Linked DNA regions of Sus scrofa: region 2 is linked to region 1. Evidence: chromatin contacts called from public HiChIP or PLAC-seq data. All regions are on one chromosome and are shown on one strand. Each heading gives the region's core, a stretch centred on a gene start, on an enhancer-like site or on the middle of the called end of the contact. The rest is flanking DNA. Distances are from core to core; before and after follow the strand shown.

Region 1 (7,078 bases), core at 2,426-4,925:
CCAGACGCAACTGTCAACTCACAAACTTCAAACAGCACATCTAGTCTGAGGACATGTTTCAGTATGTTGCTGTCACCCCGCAGAGAAAACCGGCCATCTCCAAATAGCCTATGTTTCAAATAATTTCATTTACTTCAGCTGCTCACCATGAAACTCCAATAAAATGTATCTTTTTGGAGAATTACTAATAGGGCTGTCAGTCACAAAGACATACAAGGATACAGTAACACTCTGCCATATGCAGTAAACTGGATACAAAGAATCTCACAGTGTAAACTGTAGGGCCACATTATTGCAAGGTAATGAAGAGCCTAGAGGGAGCACAGACCAGAGCAACCGCAGGCTATCCAAACAGGGTGTACGCAGCACTACTGTAGGGATTTCACTAAAAGCAACCACAAGGATCACAGAAATTTCTTCCGGTTTAGGCAGAATTGGTCAGTTCAAATGAATTATCCCAAATCGTTTAACCAGTTTCCTTGTGAACAAATATTCATAATTAGAGATGTACTTTCACTTCAATTGTCAGAGTTCACCGTTTGTATTTGTTAAACTGTGTTGAAAGCTAATGTCATTAGAAGTGTTTCCAAGTTTTGCACTGTTTCATGTCAACCTAGGCAACAGAGTTCCATCAGTAGTATAGAAATAGCATAGGAGTTCCCCTCACGGCTCAGTGGTTAACGAACCCGACTAGAACCCGACTAGTATCCATGAGGACACTGGTTCGATCCCTGGCCTCCATGTGACCCGGGTGCAGCCCTAAAGAGACCAAAAAAAAAAAAAAAAAAAAAAAAAAAAAGACCAAAAAAATAAAAAGAAAAAAAGAAAAGAAAAGAAATAGGATATAACCTATACAAATGTTTTAACCATAACAAGCTAATTTTAAAATAGGCCCGCTACTGTTAATTTGTGGTTGTCATCTCCAATCATAAACAGGTACCACGCGGCAGTCTGATGGTGCTGTGCACAGACTGAGTGCTCCATCAACACGCGGCCATTAAGGCTGCAGACCCTCAGACAGCAGGTAACTGAATAAAATAAATTCTTTAAAATATTCAGCCTGACTCAAGCAGGATCCAATCATTCAACCATGTTATCGATGTTTTCACTACTATTCTCTTTTTTTTTTTTTTTTTTTTGTCTTTTTAGGGTTGCACCCGAGTCACATGGAGGTTCCCAGGCCGGGGGTCCAACTGGAGCTGGAGCTGCCGGCCTACACCACAGCCACAGCAATGGGGGATCCAAGCCTCGTGCGACCTACACCACAGCTCAAGGCAACCGGACCCTTAACCAACTGAGGGAAGCCAGGGATCAAACCAGCAACCTCACGGTTCCTAGTTGGATTCGTTTCTGCCTCGCCACGACAGAAACTCCTTCACTACTGTTCTTTCAAAAAGAATTAAGAATAATAAAAAAAAAAAGAAATACAAGAAATTATACTCTTTCCTACTTTCTCCAAGCTAGAATTTAAAAGTATTTAAATCATACTTTAAAAGAATAAACCCAAAGTGTTGCTAACATTTAAGTTTACCTTACTTTGCCACTCAATTTTCGAGAAAGATGTGTACAAGCAATACTGCTGTATAAAACATAAATACCTGGAGTTCCCGTCGTGGCGCAGTAGTTAATGAATCCAACTAGGAACCATGCAGTTGTGGGTTTGATCCCTGGCCTTGCTCAGTGGGTTAAGGATCCAGTGTTGCCATGAGCTGTGAGCCGCAGACTTGGGTCTTATCCCGAGTTGCTGTGGCTGTGGCGCAGGCCGGTGGCTACAGCTCCGATTGGACCCCTAGCCTGGAAACCTCCATAAGCTGCGGGAGCGCCCAAGAAATCACAAAAAACAAACAAACAAACATAAATACCAGGACAATGAAAGCAAAAGAAACTACAATCTAGTTTACAGATTATCTCCATTCATTAACACTTCAATCAATTTTGCACTGCAACTGGTGCTTAACAGAAGTGATGGAGTTCCCTTGTGGCACAGAGGGTTAAGGATCTGGCCTTGTCACTGCAGCAGCTGGGTCACTGCTGTGGCACAGGTTCCATCCCTGTCGGGGGAACTGCCCCGCTGCTTCCAGCGCCATCAAAAAGGAAAAAAAAAGTGCAAGTAAATTCTGCCTAAACACGATTTCCCCATTCTAAAATCACTATGAATATCATATTACCCATTCGTGCATAATGAACCTTTACCTATTTTGCAGCTATTTACTTTAAGAGAAAGGCAAATACCAAATGTCTTAAGGGGAAAAAAAAAAAATCTTCCAATTACACATTTGAAAAACTTATGCAACGAAGCCCTTCTTTTATGCAAAGAACTACTTTAAAAGTTGATGTACAAGTGCAGAAAGTTAAAGGCAGCAAGTTGGAGAGCACACTCAAGTGCCAAAAACTTCACAAAACTGCAGGTTCCTGTAAAATTTAATTTTCTGCAATTTTCCTCACTTTAAATTCCACAACACGCATCAGTTACAAGTTATTAAAATCGACTCCATTTCCAAAGAGGCAACAAAAGCCACTTGCTTATACAGGGTTATGATTTACTGGTCGCCAGCCTTCCAATACTTACTTTGTTTCATGCTCGCGGATTTAATACAAAAGCACAATGAGATAGATGATGGAAACTTCGCAATAACTCCTAGGATTAAAAGTCGACAAATCGGCGGTCTACAGCCAGCCGGACAAGTTAATACCACATGCCCATTTTTACTCAAATTCACTGAATTTCGGGGAGTGGGAGAGGGGGAAAAAAGTTCAACTCAACACACAAGTCTCCCTTTTGAAAGCGGCGTTTTACTCTTTCTTTCCACCACGGGATTATTATAAACAACCCCTAAGCCTGACCCACGGCTCTGACAGGGTGCGTTAGGAGTGTCAGCTTGGCGGAGAGGGATTCGTGCAAAAGAAGTCACTCAAAGGCAAGTCAAAGTGCGGTCCCGGCGAGTTATTTCGAGTTTCTTTGCAACTGTAACCTTAAGCTGCTTCTTAGTGACTTGAATCTAAAAGCCAGAAAACCGACAAGCCCCCCCACCCAGGGGTTGATCAAGCTGCGAAAGCAACCCTGGGGGGCACAGGGGAAATCCGGCCACCCCCAAATCTTGGTGATTCGCTCCGGGCCGAGAAGCGAGCTGAGGGCGTGGAAGGTTCTGCCGCCTCGGGGGCCTCCCGAGGCCCCAGGCTGCCTTTCCGGGCGACGAGGGCCCCGGCTGCACCGCCGGCTCGGCCCGCGGGCCAGCCCCGAGGTTAACCCCTTCGCGCCCCACACGCCCGCTCCAGGCGGGCCCCGGCGCCCCCTCCTCGCCGCTCCCCCAAGGCGGGGGCCCGGCGGGCTCCGGCGCCGGGCCGGCCGGGCTGCCGGCGGCCGAGGCGCGGAGGCGGCGGGAGGCCCGGGGCCTAGTCCCGGGCAGCATGTCCCGGCGCCCTCCCCCACTCCCACACGCTCGCTCGGGCCAGGGTGCGGGCGCCCGCCCACCAGCCCCGGGGCCGGCCCGCCCGCCGCTCGGGACGCCTTCCAGCCGAGAGCGCCGGCCAGCGGCTACCTGCGGGTTGCGGAGGGCCATGGCGGCCCGTTTCAATGAGCCTCGGCGCCCGTCCGAGTCCTCACGCTGCTTCCCCCGCCGCCGCCATCTTCTCGCCCGCACATACACACTCGCATCCGCCGCCGCGCCTGCGCACTGACCGCGCGCCGCGGGGCGCGGGGAGGCGGCGCGCCGGGCGCGCGCTGCGCATGCGCGGCCGACAGGTGGGCGTGCAACGCGGGAACCCGGCCCGGGTGGACTCGGGGCCCGCGCACCTCCGCGGAGGCCGGCGGGTCAGCGGCGGACCGGGAGCTCCGGGGCGGGCCGCGCGGCGGGAAGAGAAAACCCTAGCGGGCAGAGCTGACTACGCCAAAGCGCCCAGTCGGCCTGGGTTGCTCACCTGCCCGGAGGCCACCTGGGTGCTGCGCGGGCGAGGAGGGCCGGAGCCCGAGTGCCGCGGCCGGACCTCGGCCCCCGCCGCCAAAGCCTAGGGCCTCCCTGGGCCCGGGTCCCCGACTTGAGGGCCGAAGACCTCAGAGTAGTCTCGGCTTACGGCGGTCACATCCGTCCATTCATTCACTTATTCACTTTTCGTTCATTACCCAAACACTGAGGTGCCATAGGCATGGGAGAATATATTTAGAGATTTAAAAAAAAAAAAAAAAAAAAGGACGGACACATAAAAGCGCCTATGATTGAGGCCTGACAAATAGTGAGCACTAAGTGTCACCCATCACACACATACGTGCAAGTATCCAGACAGACCAGTTTCGGGTCATTGACTCAAGAAACAGTGACCCCTACCTGACCACGCAGTTTACCGCCACCGGCTTTGACCCTCTCGAGCTGAGTGATTCAGGCGAGTTAATTCCCATTCCTAAACCTTTGGTTTCCTTACCTGTGAGTGAAACTAATTTTTTTTTTTTTTTTTTTTTACGGCCGCATCCACAGCATATGGAGGTTCTCAGTCTAGAGGTCAAATCGGAGCTGTAGCCACAGCCACAGACACAGCCCCGCCAGATGTGAGCTGCATCTGCGACCTACACCACAGCTCACGGCAACGCTGGATCCTTAACCTTCTGATCGAGGCCAGGGATCGAACCTGAGTCCTCACGGATGCTAGTCAGATTCGCTTCCGATGAGCCACAACGGGGAAATCCCAATAAAATTTCTAATTTCATAAGATTTCTGTGACTATCAAATGAGAGTGAGCCCACTGGCCAAGAGATCCAACCCTCAATAACAATTAGCTACTGTGACTCCATTATTGTTCTCATGTGCTCAGGGAATACAGCGGCTAGTCTCCAGACTCCACTGCTAAGCAGAGGAGATCAACAGTAAATCCATTACCAGGTTCCATAAGGCAAGGGGCCTGGTCTTTTCAAAAATAGAATGCCTTGGAGTTCCCACTGTTGCTCAGCAGGTTCACAAACACGACTAGCACCCATGAGGAGGCAGGTTCCACCTGGCTTCACTCATTGGGGTAAGGGTCCAGCGTTGCAGTGAGCTGCGATGTTAGCTGCAGCCACCCTCTGGGATCCCAGGTTGCTGTGGCTGTGATGTAGGCCAGCAGCTACAGTTCCGATTGGACCCCTAAAAAAAATATAAAAAAAGAGTATATACACATATGTATAACTGTAATCACTTTGCTGTACACCAGAAATGAATACCACATTGTCAATCAACTATATTTCGATACAAAATTTTTAAAAAATAAAAGTATTTTAAAAAACTTAACCAAGTAAGTTTTTTGGAATCTTGATTCTTGATTGGATCCTGGTGTGTTTTTTAAGCTGGTGATATTTTTGGACAACTGTAGAAAGTTGAGTGTGGCTTGGATATAGATGATTTTAGTGCATTATTAGTATCATTCACAGAGTAATAATGATATGCTCCTGAGAGAGAATGTTTTTACTGTTAAGATACGCATCTGGAGTTCCCATCGTGGCGCAGTGGTTAATGAATCCAACTGGGAACCATGAGGTTGCGGGTTCGGTCCCTGCCCTTGCTCAGTGGGTTAACGATCCGGCGTTGCCGTGAGCTGTGGTGTAGGTTGCAGACACGGCTCGGATCCCATGTTGCTGTGGCTCTGGCGTAGGCTGGCGGCTACAGCTCCGATTCGACCCCTAGCCTGGGAACCTCCATATGCCGAGGGAGTGGCCCAAGAAATGGCAAAAAGACCAAAAAAAAAAAAAAAAAAAGATATGCATCTGAAAAATTTAGGGGTGAATGTCATAATGCCTGAAGGAGGCCAGGATCAAACCTGAAACCTTATGGTTCCCAGATTCGTTTCCACGGCACCACGACGGGAACTCCCTGTATGTTTGAAATTTTTTAAACAAAAAGCTAGGGGTGGGGTTCCCACCGTGGTGCAGTGGTTAAGCTTCCAGCATTGCCACAGTGGCATAGGTCACAGCTGTAGTTTGGATTCAATTCATTCCCTAGCGTGGGAACTTCCATTGCTGTAGGTGCTGCCAAGAAAAGAAAAAAAAATCAATACAAGGAGATAAATGTGAAAAGGAAAATATGAATGGCATAGTGGGCCCTGCGGTGTTTAGCAGGCCCCTCATATTTGCAGCGGAGCCGGCGGAAGAATCCAGAGTGAAGACAGACCTGAACTAAAACCCTGACACCCCACTCACTGGGCTGTGTCAATTTCAGCAGGTTATTTAAACTTTCTCCAAAATTTTTTTTTTTTGTCTTTTTTTTAGGGCCACCCCCGAGGCATATGGAGATTCCCAGTCTAAGGGTTGAATCAGAGCTGCAGCTGCCTGCCTACACCACAGCCACAGCACCTCGGGATCCAAGGGTCGTCTGTCTTCAACTTTCACCACAGCTCATGGCAATGCTGGATCCTTAACCCACTGAGCGAGGCCAGGGATCGAACTCTTGTCCTCAGGGATGCTAATTGGATTCATTTCCGCTGAGCCACGATGGGAACGCCCTCCAAATCTTCTGTAAAAGGAGGTAGGTAGGTGGAATAATCCCATCCCCAAATGTCCACTTGCTAATCTCCAGAACCTGTGCAGATGTCACTGTACATGGCAACCGGGACTGGCACTGCTGCAGGGGCTGTGGTCGCTGCTGTGGTGAGGGTCTGTCTGATACCTGGCCCAGGAAATGCCACAGACCTCAAGCATGGCGGTGGGGGTGGGGTGGGTGACGACACTTGGCCAATGTGATTAAACTGAGGACTTTAAAATGGATTAGTCTGGATTATGTGGGTGGAACCCATAGGAATACAAAGATCCTTATAAAGGAAAGGGAGAGGAAGCCAGAGGGTCGGATAATCAGAAAATGACCACGGAAGGGGCGGGAGAAAGAGAGGAGTGTGGCAGGGGAGGGGTTTCAAGAAGCTGTGCTGCTGGCTTAGGAGATGGAGGCAGGGGTTAAGAGCCAAGGAATGAAGGAGCTTCTAGAAGCTGGTAAAGATGTGAAGTTTTCTGGAGGTCTAGCAGTTAGGATTCAGCACTCTTACCACCAAAGCTCGGGTTCAGTCCTTGGTCTGGGCACTGAGGTCCCACATCAAGCCACTGCACACCGCAGCAAAAAAAAAAAAA
Region 2 (7,078 bases), core at 1,975-4,474, 37 kb after region 1:
TGAGCTCATGAGAAAGAGCTCACGCAATGTGCCCAGGCGGCGAGCGACCCATCCACAGACCTTTGACGACTCGCTGATCTTGTACGGCCGAGACACTCGCGTCTGCCGGCTTCCTTCCATGATAAAGGAGACGGCAGCCCTGCAGGAAGAACAGGACTTCTGAGCGTGGAGCAGTAACTCTAGATCATGCACGAATCGCTGGCTCTGCTGGCAGGCATCAATGGCAGCAAGAGCGACACGACCACCCGCAGCAAAGGAGAGAAAACTGTACCGCGGACTCTCTTAGGCTGAGAGCTTTTAACACATGTTCCGTCTCACCTACAATCCCACCGCATCGTGTGTCTTAGCCCCCCTCCTACAAATACCTACCTTTCGACGCCTGATCGCAACAGGGCCTTTTCCACAGATCAGGATGACAATGACAAGAGTCACCGTTTCAGAGCCCAGATGGGGGCCTTAAGGGGTGGACAAGCACCCCATCATGGAACTCCCACAACTACCCGGCCAGGCTGATGCCACTGACACCACCGTTACGCACGAGGACGTTGAGCTCAAGGTCACAAAACTAGTGGATGGTGAGGAAGCCAATCGGAATCCGTCCAGCTTCAAAAGTGGACAGACACGGGCCCTTCCCCAGGATGCTCTATGAACACGGTCCAGTCTTGGAGAGACTAACATTTCATGAAGTCAAGAATGCAGCGCCGTCACGCCTACCAAGCATCAAATATGGTGTAGACCCAGGCACTGTCTTAAGTGCTTTTCCGTCGTCACGGGTTTAATCCCCACCACAACCCTAGGAGGCCTGAACTGCCACCATCCTCCGTTCACAGAGGAGGAAGCTGAAGGCAGTAAGGGGAAGTGACTTGTCGATCGAGCGTTACACACAGGAAAGAGAGGCAGAGTTAGGATTTTTTTCTTTTTTTTGGTCTTTTGTCCTTTTTAGGGCCGCACCCTGGGCATTTCGAGGTTCCCAGGCTAGGGGTCTAATCAGAGCTGTAGCCACCGGCCTCCGCCACAGACACAGCCACGCCATCTCTGAGCTGCGTCTGCGACTTACACTACAGCTCGTGGCAACACTGGATCCTTAACCCACTGAGTGAGGTCAGGGATCAAAACCGCAACCTCATGGTTTCTAGCCGGATTCATTTCCGCTGAGCCACGACAGGAATGCCTCTTTTTTTTTTAATAAGATTTTTTTTAATTTATTTTTTATTTTTAGGGCATATGGAAGTGCCCGGGCTAGGGGTCGAATCTGAGCCACATTTGTGAACTACACCACAGCTTTTGGCAATGCCAGATCCTTAATCCACTGAGCAAGGCCAGGGATCGAACCCACATCCTCATGGATACCAGTCAGAGTCTTAATCCTCTGAGCCGCAATGGGAACTCCGGATTTAGGATTTCAACCTAAGGAGGCTTTCATGCTCTTAACCCTTAGGCTCTTCCACCTGGCCTTTAAAAAAAAAAAAAGTGCTCACAGGCAGGAAACTTTGGCTGGGGACATATGTCCCACCACAAATATCCAAGATAAACTTGAAAAGGCAAGTTAACCTCTCTAGACTTCAAGGTTGAGTTTATGGAGTGGGCTGGTGTAGCAGGCAATGTTAAAAGTTTCTTCCAGCTTTGAAATGCCAGGCAACTCACTAAGAGCACTGAGCTGGGCTATGGGGGACCTCGGAGGATGGGAGCACACAGAGAAAGGATGAGGCCAGCAGTGTGGGCACGGGTCACAAACTGGCACTGACGGTTTGAGAAGGAATTTTTCTGAGTTGAGAAGAGTCAATCTGTCACCGAGTGAACACTTTGTTGATAGAAAATCATGTGACAAGCAGTCAGCACAGTGTCAAGACAATCAGGGACACACAGAGGTGGTGGCAGTGTCCCCCCTGGAGGAATAAAACTGGGCACAGTCCATCCTGCCGACTTCCTGGGGGAAGGAAAGGACAACCAGATTTCTCTGGACCAATCAGCAACTCTGTGACAAAGACCAGCCGCCCCTGCCCCTGTCCTTTCTGACTCCCCCTCGGATGCTGAGGGGGCTCAGAGAGGGGGGATGGGAAGGACCCGGGCCTCCTTGCGCTGCCTCCTACTCACCCCTAACTTCTCTGTTTCACCTGCATCCTCTAAGACAGGTACCACCATTGTTTCTGACATCCAGGCTCAGGTGGCCGTGGGACCCACCCAAGGTCACACAGCAGAAAGTCTCCCTCATCCCAGGCAGCCAGTCAGGGCTCAGGTTTGACCTCAGTGCTAAAAGCTTTCTTGTCTAGGCCAAGATTTCTAGAGAGCGTCTCCCCTTGTGGAGGCTCCCTTTTGTCTGCGGGCAGGTGGTTTGGGGCCAAGGGCTACAGGAGTGTTGGGTGTCAGCTGCTTCCATGCTTGCTGAAAGCAGGTGACGGGTCAAGGCCATCCGTGGGGACAGCGGCAATCCCCAGTTTGGTGTAAAAAGGTCTTTCGGTAAACACGGGAACAGAGGCCACCTCAGGCCAGGAGGGTCCCCAGGGAGCCTCCTCTTCGGGTTCTTTCCCCGGGTTTCGACCCAGATCCCAGATCCTGCCCGACCTCAGCACTGACGGAGACAGCATCGTTGAGATGGGAGCGGATGCCCGCGGGCACTCACACGTCCCGGGCCTCGCCGGCGGGGTCTCCGGGGACGTCGCTGTCCCTCGCTCGGACCCGGCACCCCCTGGCGGAACTGCCGGTACAACGGCCGCCCGGGCAGGCTCGAGCCGGCTAGGAGGAGGCGGAGGGAGGCGAAGCTGGGTCGCGCCGGGGGCCAGCAACCGCGGCGGGACGCGGGGACACTCAGCTGGGCCGCGCGGGGCTGGCCGCCCAGGCCGCACCTCCACCTGCGGGGGCGGCGGCCCCCTCCTCCCACCCCGCGACCGCCCCTCCGCCCGCCCCGCCGCCCTCCCGCCATCCCCGGAGCACAAAGGGATCCCGGGGGCGGGGCGGGGGCGCAGCTCGCGGGGCCCGGGACCCCGGTGAGGCCGGCCCGCCCCCCGCCCCGGCCCCCGGACGGCGCGCGGCTCCGGCTGGGCCCGGGCAGGAAGGGGGCGCGCGCAGAGGCCCACCTGAGAGGGCGCGCTACGGGCGCGGCGCGGGGAGCCCCGGCGGCGGGGCCGGGCGGGCGGGGCGGCGGGGCCCGGGCGCCGGAGCCCGCAGGCGGGCCGGGTGCGCGGCCATGGCTCCGCCAGGAAGTGCGACGCCGAGGGCGGAGGCGCGCGCGGCCAATGGCGGCGGCCGGGAGGGGGCGGGCTCAGGCGGCGCGGGGGCGGGGCCTGCGCGGGGGGCGGGGCGCGCGGGGGGCGGGGCGGGGCGAGGGCTGGGTCCGCGCCCACACTTGGCGCTCAGCCCTGGGCTGCCCCCGGCTCGGTCGCTGCCTGGGCGCGCCACACACGGTCACGCATCGCGAAATGCGTAGTGGGGGTCGCCCGCCATTCCAGGCATAGGGACACGGAGCGGACGGGACGGGCACGGTCCCAGGCCTGGGGGGAAGTGAGCGGCTGGCCGAGACCTGAGCGCTGGGAGGTGACAGCGCAGTGGCATCTTCCAGCCATCACCTCCTTCCAGTCTTAGGTCCAGTCTTAGGGCGAAGGTCCCCTGCATGCACCCTAAGGCGAGGCCTTCGCCTACTCCTCTGTTTAAAGTCACATTCTCTCTCTTCACTTCCAGCTTTACGTTTCATTTAGCCTTACCATTGTATAATCTTCTGGATCTTTTTTTTTTTTTTTTTTTTTTTTTTGTCTTTTTGCCTTTTCTAGGACTGCTCCCTTGGCATATGGAGGTTCCCAGGCTAGGAGTCCAATCGGAGCTGTAGTTGCCCGCCTACGCCATAGGCGCAGCAACGCGGGATCCCAGCCGCCTCTGCGACCTACACCACAGTTCACGGCTACGCTGGTCCTTAACCCACTGAGCGAGGCCAGGGATCGAACCAGCTACCTCCTGGTTCCTAGTCAGATTCGTTAACCACCGAGCCACGACGGGAACTCCCTGGATCATTTTCTTATTCATTTGACTTATTGACCCTCTCCCCCACTAGAAACCCTCTAGGGCAGCAGTTACCTTTGGTTTTATTCCTAGCTGGGCCCCCACCTAGTAGGTGCTCAGCAGAGTGAATAAATTTAACCATCACAGATCTATCATGGTCAAACTTACACTACAGCATGGATGAACCTTGAAAACATAATAAGTGAAAGAACACTACGTAAAAGGACATATATTGCATGATTCCATTTATGTAAAGTTTCCAAAGTAGGCAAATCCAAAGAGCCAGAACTTAAATTAGTGTTTGCCCAGGACCGGTGAGTTGGGGTGAAATGTGGTGGTTGTTAAATATGAAGGGATTTTTTGAGTGTGGTGTAAAAAATGTCGTGAAATTAGGTAGTATTGATGGTTGTGCAACTCTGAATCTATGAAAAACCATTGAATTGTACAATTTAAAAGGGTAAATTGGGGGTTCCCACTGTGGCTCAGCAGTAACGAACCTGACTATTAACCATGAGAATGTGGGTTTGGTCCCTGACCTTGCTCAGTGCATTAAGGATCCGGCATTGCTGTGAGCTGTGTTGTGGGTCGCAGATGCAGCTTGGATCTGGCGTTGCTGTGGCTGTGGTGTAGGCGGGCAACTGCAGCTCTGATTCAACCCCTAGCCTGGGAACTTATATACGCCGTGAGTGCGGGCCTAAAAAAGCAAAACTAAATAAATAAGTAAAAGGGTAAATTGGAGTTCCCTGGTAGCTCAGCAGGTTAAGGACCCAGTGGCCTGGGTTACTACTATGGGCGGCTTCGATCCCTGGCCTGGGAAAGTTCAAGGCCATGGGTGAGGCCAAAACAAAAAACAAAGCCAAGAAAACCCAAAGTTGAATAAAAAATTTCTCGGTCTCCCTGTTTTTCTGTTTCCTGCCTTCTCTGGTAAGGATTGGGAGCGTGCCTTTTTTTGTTTTTTGGGTTTTTTTTTTGTTTTTAGCGCTGCACTCAGGGGTTGAATTGGAGCTGCAGCCACTGGCCTACACCACAGCCACAGCAATGCCAGATCCAAGCCACGTCTGCAACCTACACCACAGTTCACAGCAACACCGGATCCTTAACCCACTGAGCGATGCCAGGGATCGAACCTGAGTCCTCATGGATGCTAGTCAGATTCATTTCTGCTGAGCCAGGAAGGGAACTCCACTTAGGCATATCTTTAAAGCCTTACTTGCACATCCCCCCCTTGACCCCTCCCCCTTGACCCCTCCCCTCCTCGACCCCTCCCCCCTCCTCGACCCCCCTTCTTGACCCCTCCCCTCTCCTTGACCCCTCTCCATCAGCCCAAAGCTAATCCCCCATCTCGTTCTATGTCTGTATCTTGATATGCCAGTCTCCGCTTTTTCATGACTTCACGCACGCCATTCATCAATTCATTGAGCAGACTCTGTGCCAGGTGCTGAGGTGATGCCAGGGATAGAAAGACTCTTTCGAGGATGTTAGGGAGGGTGGTAAACAAGTAAAGGAGCAATTACTCTAACACGGCCAGTCCCGTGTCAGGGACACACTCAGAGTGCTGTGGGCAGGACAGATTCTGTTTCACAGCTTTAGTTAAAGATGTGCTTGGGGAGTTCCCGTCGTGGCGCAGTGGTTAACGAATCCGACTAGGAACCATGAGGTTGCGGGTTCGGTCCCTGCCCTTGCTCAGTGGGTTAACGATCCGGCGTTGCCGTGAGCTGTGGTGTAGGTCGCAGACGTGGCTCGGATCCCGCGTTGCTGTGGCTCTGGCGTAGGCCGGCGGCTACAGCTCCGATTCAACCCCTAGCCTGGGAATCTCCATATGCCGCGGGAGCAGCCCAAGAAATGGCAAAAAGACAAAAAAAAAAAAAAAAAAAAGAGAGATATGGAGAAGGATAGATAGATAGATAGATAGACAGACAAAGATATGTATGCATCTCTCTATGTATATTTTTATTTTTATTTTTTGTCTTTTTGCCTTTTCTAGGGCCGCTGCCGTGGCATATGGAGGTTCCCAGGCTAGGCGTCTAATCGGAGCTGTAGCTGCCAGCCCACGCCAGCCCACAGCAAGGTGGGATCTGAGCCACGTCTTCGACCTATACCACAGCTCACGGCAACGCTGGCTCCTTAATCCATTGAGCAAGGCCAGGGATCGAACCCGCAACCTTATGGTTCCTAGTCAGATCCATTTCTACGGAGCCACGACGGGAACTCCCTCTCTATGTATTTATGTATTTCTCTATCTCTCTTTGCATCTATCCATTTATCCAGATTTAGCTATAGATATTTTAACAGCCTCAACTTAGCATGGTTATCTGTCTCCCTGGTGTTGGGTTTTGTGTGAATGAGAAGATGTACAAATGAAGGTGGGGGCAGCCTTGAGTAAGGGCCTGGGACATGCTCAGGAATCCCCATGTGACCTTGACCTGAAAAATGTTCCAACATGGCTAAGCTGCCTTTATCCTGCTTTCCCCATCAGCACTTAGTGAACCACACTTTGGCTTTTTTTTCCCCTTTAAGTCACATTTTCTCTGCAATTATAAAGTGATGCATGTTTACCTTGGACCTATGCCACAGCCACAGCCACACAGGATCCTAGCCTGAGTCTGTGACCTACACCAGAGCTCATGGCAACATTGGATCCTTAACCCACTGAGTGAGGCCTGGGATCGAACCTGGGTCCTCATGGATGCTAGCCAGATTCATTTCCACTGAGCCGCAACAGGGAACTGCCAGAACTGGGCTTTGAACTTGGGCAGGCTCGTGTGTGTTTATTCCCATGCCAGAGCCAACCTACTTAGAAAAGACAAGTTTTTCCCAATATTCAAATTTCAACGATAAGACTTGTTTTGATTCTGAACCTGCTCCGAAGTGGGCACTGCAAGCCTGACCTCACCCCCTGCACCATCCTGCCTCTGCGTGATGATAAGAGGAAGACACGCCCCCTGCGGAGAACTTGGAACACGCAGATAAGCACCAAAGGGAAAACATTACCCACCCGAGGAGAACAGCTGTCAGTACTTAAGTGCGGATCGGGCCAATGTTTTCTGCTCGTGGTCCCCACGCATCTGTGCATATGACGCCCATGTGG

Evidence for each region. HiChIP or PLAC-seq counts read pairs in DNA pulled down with a chosen protein or histone mark.
Region 2: an H3K27ac HiChIP or PLAC-seq map of alveolar macrophages shows a contact between it and region 1. The contact joins the promoter of KLHL36 here to the promoter of USP10 in region 1.

Annotation. Positions count from the first base shown.
Region 1 is chr6:4,039,864-4,046,941 of Sscrofa11.1, forward strand. It overlaps USP10 (ubiquitin carboxyl-terminal hydrolase 10), which reads right to left and starts at 3,676. Exons shown (of 14, transcript XM_021093724.1): 1 at 3,540-3,676. The coding sequence starts at 3,560.
Region 2 is chr6:4,076,959-4,084,036 of Sscrofa11.1, forward strand. It overlaps KLHL36 (kelch-like protein 36), which reads right to left and starts at 3,225. Exons shown (of 5, transcript XM_021093726.1): 1 at 3,075-3,225; 2 at 61-139. The coding sequence starts at 120.